2 separate regions of the Capra hircus genome follow, and region 2 is linked to region 1. A link is a contact called in public Hi-C data. All regions are on one chromosome and are shown on one strand. The core of a region is the stretch at or near the end of the contact, and the rest is flanking DNA. Distances in the headings are between cores, read along the strand shown. Region 1 has its middle 6.8 kb from the start of CDH5. Region 2 overlaps BEAN1 (protein BEAN1).

What was found. Hi-C and Micro-C count contacts between places; a contact is called where the count stands out from the background.
Region 2: a contact with region 1 is called in a Hi-C map of liver, with 3 times the contacts expected there. The contact joins two enhancer-like sites. A contact is called at or near these places in 2 of 5 Hi-C or Micro-C datasets (blood and liver).

The regions. Positions count from the first base shown.
Region 1 is chr18:35,387,122-35,389,843 of ARS1.2, forward strand. No RefSeq gene overlaps it. Among named protein-coding and RNA genes, the nearest start is that of CDH5, 6.8 kb to the right of the region's middle. Within about 2 kb of position 1,295, at least 2 of the 5 cell types and tissues checked have an H3K27ac peak or open chromatin away from gene starts, as enhancers often do.
Region 2 is chr18:35,494,629-35,497,328 of ARS1.2, forward strand. The region is part of intron 2 of BEAN1 (protein BEAN1); the gene reads left to right. Among named protein-coding and RNA genes, the nearest start is that of BEAN1, 26 kb to the left of the region's middle. Within about 2 kb of position 1,438, at least 1 of the 5 cell types and tissues checked has an H3K27ac peak or open chromatin away from gene starts, as enhancers often do.

The DNA.
Region 1 (2,722 bases), core at 45-2,544:
AAATAAACAAAGCTCAATAAAGCTGTTTTGATTTTTCAAAGAAAAGGAAACTCTATTCTTTATTGTTGTTTGTCATGGAGAAGATGAAGTTCGGATTGAGTTTCAGGGAGCTGGAAGATCTAGAGGTGCTTTGGGAGGTGGAATTCCACAGGTCTGGCAAGTGCCAAGGTCTTGTGGCCTGACAGAGCACTGTGCTTGCAGAGGGCCAGAGCTGCAGGGTGAGGAGCAGGGCAGGAGGGGGCAGCAGGGCCTTAAATACCAGGCTGAGGAGCTTGGACCTTGTCCCAAAGAGCAAAAGATGGTGGTCATCAGCAGGAACTAGCACCAAACAGCAGACTCGTGGGAACGGAGGTGTGATGTGGCAAGACTGTGTGTGACCCTCCCCCGTCACAGTGAGGGAGGGCCAGCGCGACCGGCCCAGAGCCGAGCCCGGCAGCACTGGCCTACGCGGTGGCAGGGGCAGCAGACAACCCCCACCCAGCCTCCCTTGTCACCAGGAGTCTGGACCCCTCCCCAAACCTCACCACCCTGACTCCAGTCTTCCTTCTCTCCAGCCATATGTTTCCTGTGAGTGACCCCAGCCAGGACTCACAAGCGGAAGGAAACTTTTCCAGAAGTACAAATAGACTGGGAGGAGCTGTTCTCAGAGGGGGTTCCTCAGCCCAGGGCAGGGGAACCCCTGACGATGGCCAGATACTCAGACACAGGGGGCTACAGAAACAGCCTGAGCCTTGAAGTCATCCACACAGACCAACAGATTCCCAGTTTGCTCCTCTCCACTGGCAGGATCGCCGCAGCACCGCCCTGCCTTTCCCGCCAGCATCCTCGTTAGAATTTTATGTAAACTGAGCACTACCAGGCTCAGAGATACCCCTGTGGGGGCCAGCTTGAGCCCAGGAGCCGGGGAGGGTTGCTTTGGGCTGGTAGAGCTTCTCTTGGTTCTCTCCTGGTTCAGGGGCATGGCAGATGGGTGAGGCTGTGGGACCCCCAAGACATCCACTAGCTGCCTCAGTTTCACCCAATCTGCCTTGAGCTCTTCCTGGATGGCTCCTTCCCCAGGGCCAGCCCAGACTCCTCATCCCCTGGCTGGACTGGGGCCACAACGGCCACCTCAAGCCACAAGCGGTGGGGTCTAGAGATGGCTGAGGGGACTGGAAATGGGCCGGGCCAGCGCAGGCAGGAGGCAGACATCCCAGGCTGGCTGGGTTCTGGTCCTGCCGCCACACTGCCTGAGGCTGTGGCCTGAGCCGGGTCTGTTTACCCCATCAAGATGCAGCCCCGGACCCACCTTCCTGCCCCGCAGAAGGCAAATCCTCTGACCCATTGTTCTCCCGGACAGTTGATGGAGGGCGCAAGGAATGTGGGGCCCAGAGGCAGGAAGTCCTGGCTTCCGCGTGGGCGAGCTCTCTGCCAGACTCAGGCCTGCCCTCCAATTAAGGAGAAAGGGCCCTTGGTCCCATCCTGCCACTCCCAGCTCACTGGGCCACCCTGGAGCAAAGCCTTGAGCTCTCTGGGCCTCTGCAGGAGATGAGGGTGCAGAAGGCTTGGTCAACAGGGTCATAGAAGCAGCTAATTTCCAGTTAATAGAGGAGGAAGGGGCTGGCCCCAGGAATGGCCCTCCTTTGGCCCAGCTGTGCCCCTTGGCCCACTTGTGCACATAAACACACACATCACGTTGATGTGGATGCCTAACACTGTCCACAGGAGCTCTGGCACGCACACATGTAGCCACACAGCTGCCAAACCAACGCCGTGCACATGCGCACACCCTCACCCATGTGCACACCCTCACCCATGTGCACACCCTCACCCATGCGCATGTGCAGCTCACCATCAACCTCTCTGCAGCATCACTGTCACACTAACACTTATTGAACACCTATTGTATGCCAGAGGCAGCTTTACTCGAATCTTCTTAATGACTCCTTCCAGCAACCCCACAAGGAAGGCATGTGGTCGCTCCCATTTTACAGAAGGGGAGACTGAGGCACCGAAGGCTTGCCCAGGATCAGCGGGGCAGTAAGCAGCAGGTATGCCTGGGACATGACCACAGGCATCACTCTGAACCCTCACGTTGAGGGGGGCTGCTGCCCCTGGGTACCCTTCAGCCCCAAGTGTGAACACAGCTTCCTAAGGGCCTGCCCGGATATGGTGGAAGAAAAGTGAGAAACAGCTGGGAAAGTGCTGTGCGGATACCCATTGTTCTCACTGTCGGGAATTCAGTGCCTGCTCCAGTGGTCCCTTCCTAGCCAAGGAAAGGCCTCACTTGGTCCAGCTCTAGCGACTGTACACATAGCGGCCACGGCTCGTGGCTCACCAGCCAGGCCACAGACCTTCAGACTAGATGGGCGATTTGCCTGGCATTCAGTTTCCCAGAGGCCCTGCCTGAGTTCCCCGTGCAGCTCGTGAGGCTTCGGCCGCCTGGCTTCACCCCAGCCAGTCCTTGAATCCCCCTCCCAACAGTTCAACCCTTCCCCCTGGGGAATGGCTTCTTCCCAAACAGGCAGGAGACACCGGTTGGATTCCTGGGTCAGAAAGATCCTCTGGAGAAGTGATAGGCTACCCACTCCAGTATTCCTGGGCTTCCCTGGTGGCTCAGAGGGCAAAGAATCTGCCTGCAATGTGGAAGACCTGGGTTCAGTCCATGGTTTGGGAAGATCCCCTGGAGAAGGGAATGGCTACCCAGTCCTGTATTCTGGCCTAGAGAATCCCATGGACTATA
Region 2 (2,700 bases), core at 188-2,687, 110 kb after region 1:
TGCCTAGCGTGTATCCAAGCAGAGAAGCACTTAGTGAGTACTGGTGGGTGGATGGATGGACGGGTGGATGGATGACTGAATATATGGATGGATGCATGGATGATCAAGTGGATCCTGAGTAGATGCCTAGATACATAAATACATGGGAGGGTGGATAAACGGTTGGTTGAGTGAATTAATGGAGGGGTGGATGACTTCACATTCTAATCCTCAGTTTCCACTATAACCTGCCCCACTTGTAATGCCTCAAACAGCCAAGTGAAACATGTCAGGGCCTTGACATCTTGCAGAGATACATTTCCGTTGTAAGAAGAATCCTGAACGCCAAGCAGCCATTTCCCCAGCCTCATAATGCCGGTGTTCATGTGGCAGCCCGCAGCCTCACCCCAGGAGCACCTCCTCCTTCCCTGAGCTCTTCTGCGACCTCACCCTTCTGTACTCCTGCCCAGGCCCCTTCCTCCCTCCCCTGCTCTCGTTCTGCTGGTTCATCCTGCAAGACCCAGCCCCTGTGTGGATGTTCCTGACCTGCCCCCAGTGCCCTAATCTCTCTCCATCACAGTCTCCTGGTGACAAGAGGATAGGTATCTCCAAGTGGGCTGAGAAGTTGCCCAAAAAAAAGAAGGGGATAGGACTCAGAAGCGCCCACGTATAGTGAGCCTGCCCTGCCGTGTCCCCCTACCCTAGCTGGGAGGCTGGGACCAGCCATTGGTGAGCAAAGAAAAGACAGCGCCTGAATCCTCTTCCCCAGATTCTCTCCAATGACTTCACAGCCTCACCCTGGTGGCTTCAGCAGTGGAGAAGAAGTGCACTTCTGAGGCCAGACTTAGGGAAGGGGACCCATGACAAATGTGTTCAGAATTTTCTGTGACGGGGACTATCAGTCAGAACTCTGTCCGCAGCCCCCTTCTTCCTCCAGCCAGCATCTCCGAAGATATGGGCAGGACTGGAGAACTAAAGACGGTGGCTCAGCACCTTCGGTGCCTCGGTGCCCTTCCTTTGCCAGTGGTCCTAGGTGGCTTCAGACTGCAAGAGCAATCTTCTGATCTCACTGCCTCCCCCATTGCGTTCACTGGGCTCCCACCTCCTCCCTACCCCTTTACTTCACCCTTCAGGAAGAACAATTCAAGATCCAAGAATAAACATCTTTCAGACAAACAGTGAGCAGGTCCAGAGAGAGCAGAGAACATGCCCAAGGTCACACAGAGGGTAACTGGCTGAACCAGGAATGTAGCCCAGTTCTCCCAGCTCTGCCACAAAAGCAGGTGGACAAACTTCAGCCCACCAAGATTCAGTGTCCTGTAAATGGGAGTGGCCATGATTTCACACAGAGAGGAGGCAAGCGCCAGACTCGGCCCCAACCCCAGGCCGGGGTCACTGAGGGCCTGACTCACCAGTGGTTCCCAGTCGCAGCCTGGAGCAGGAGTCCGGAGGCGCAAGCGCTGGCTTCTGCCTGGCCCGGCGGTGGCCCACGGACCCAGGCACCATCCCAGCCCCGACAGGAGCCTCAGGACCCCATGCGCAGAGTCGGGAGAGCACCAGGGCTGTTTCTGCAGCGTGCTCACAGTACTTCAGCTTGGCGCGCGGAGGAACTCTCTCAGGAACAGCTCACCGTCAAGAGCTTTCAGTTGAGCCTGGCTCCACTCAGAGCCCGGGAGTCTGGGCTTCAACCTCCTCCACGCTCCACCCACGCTCCACGCACGCCCCACGCTCCATCTACACGCCACGCACGCCCCACGCTCCACGCACGCCCCACGCTCGCCCACTCACGTTCCATGCTCCACGCATGCCCTTTGCTCTACACACCGCTCCACCCTCTCTCCACGCTCACTTGGAGCCTGGCAGCAGCCTTCTTGTGTTTATGACATATCCCTTTCTTGGGAAGATTCCTTGGAGAAGGAAATGGCAACCCACTCCAGTGCTCTTTCCTGGAGAATTCCATGGACAGAGGTGGCAAAGAGCCACGATTGAGCGACAAACATACACATACACTATCCCTTTCTTCAGCCAGAGGGCGCCCCTAAAACACTTGGACCTCGGCCCCTGGACGTCTCCTCTTTGCCCTGGAGATAAAGGACAGCCTTTTCCCCTAATTTAGTTCCGCTTGGTCTTAGTTGCCGCACATGGAATCTCCAGCTGTTATCTAGTTCCTGACCAGGGATGGATTCTGGGCCCCCGCATTGGGAGCATGGAGTCTTAACTACTGGACATCAGGGAAAACCCAAGAATGGTCTTTTGACTTTCTAGATCCTCTAATAGTGGACCCCTGCCAGCCCCTCAAAACTTAGCAATATTTGTGCTCAGTCGTGTCTGACTCTGCGGCACCATGAACTATAGCCTGCCAGGCTTCCCTGTCCATGGGATTTTCCAGGCAAGAATACTGGAGTGGGTTGCCATTTCCTTCTCCAGGGAATCTTCCTGACCCAGGGATGTTTAGCTATTTAAAGGCTTAGTTTAGCTAACCATGACATGCAATGTTTAGCTGTTGATATACTTTCACCCTGAATAAGACTTAGGTTATGGTCTACCTTGCTACATATAAGGTGGCCAGGAGGAAGCAAAGCTCAATTTTAGGGAGAGGAAATTTTCACTTTAGCAAAATCCCGAAAACATGAGTTCTGTCTCACAGTGCCTGTTAGCCACAGACTAGCATCTTGCCTAAGAGCACAGGGCTTTGGCTGCCCACTGACTTGGGTCCCTCTG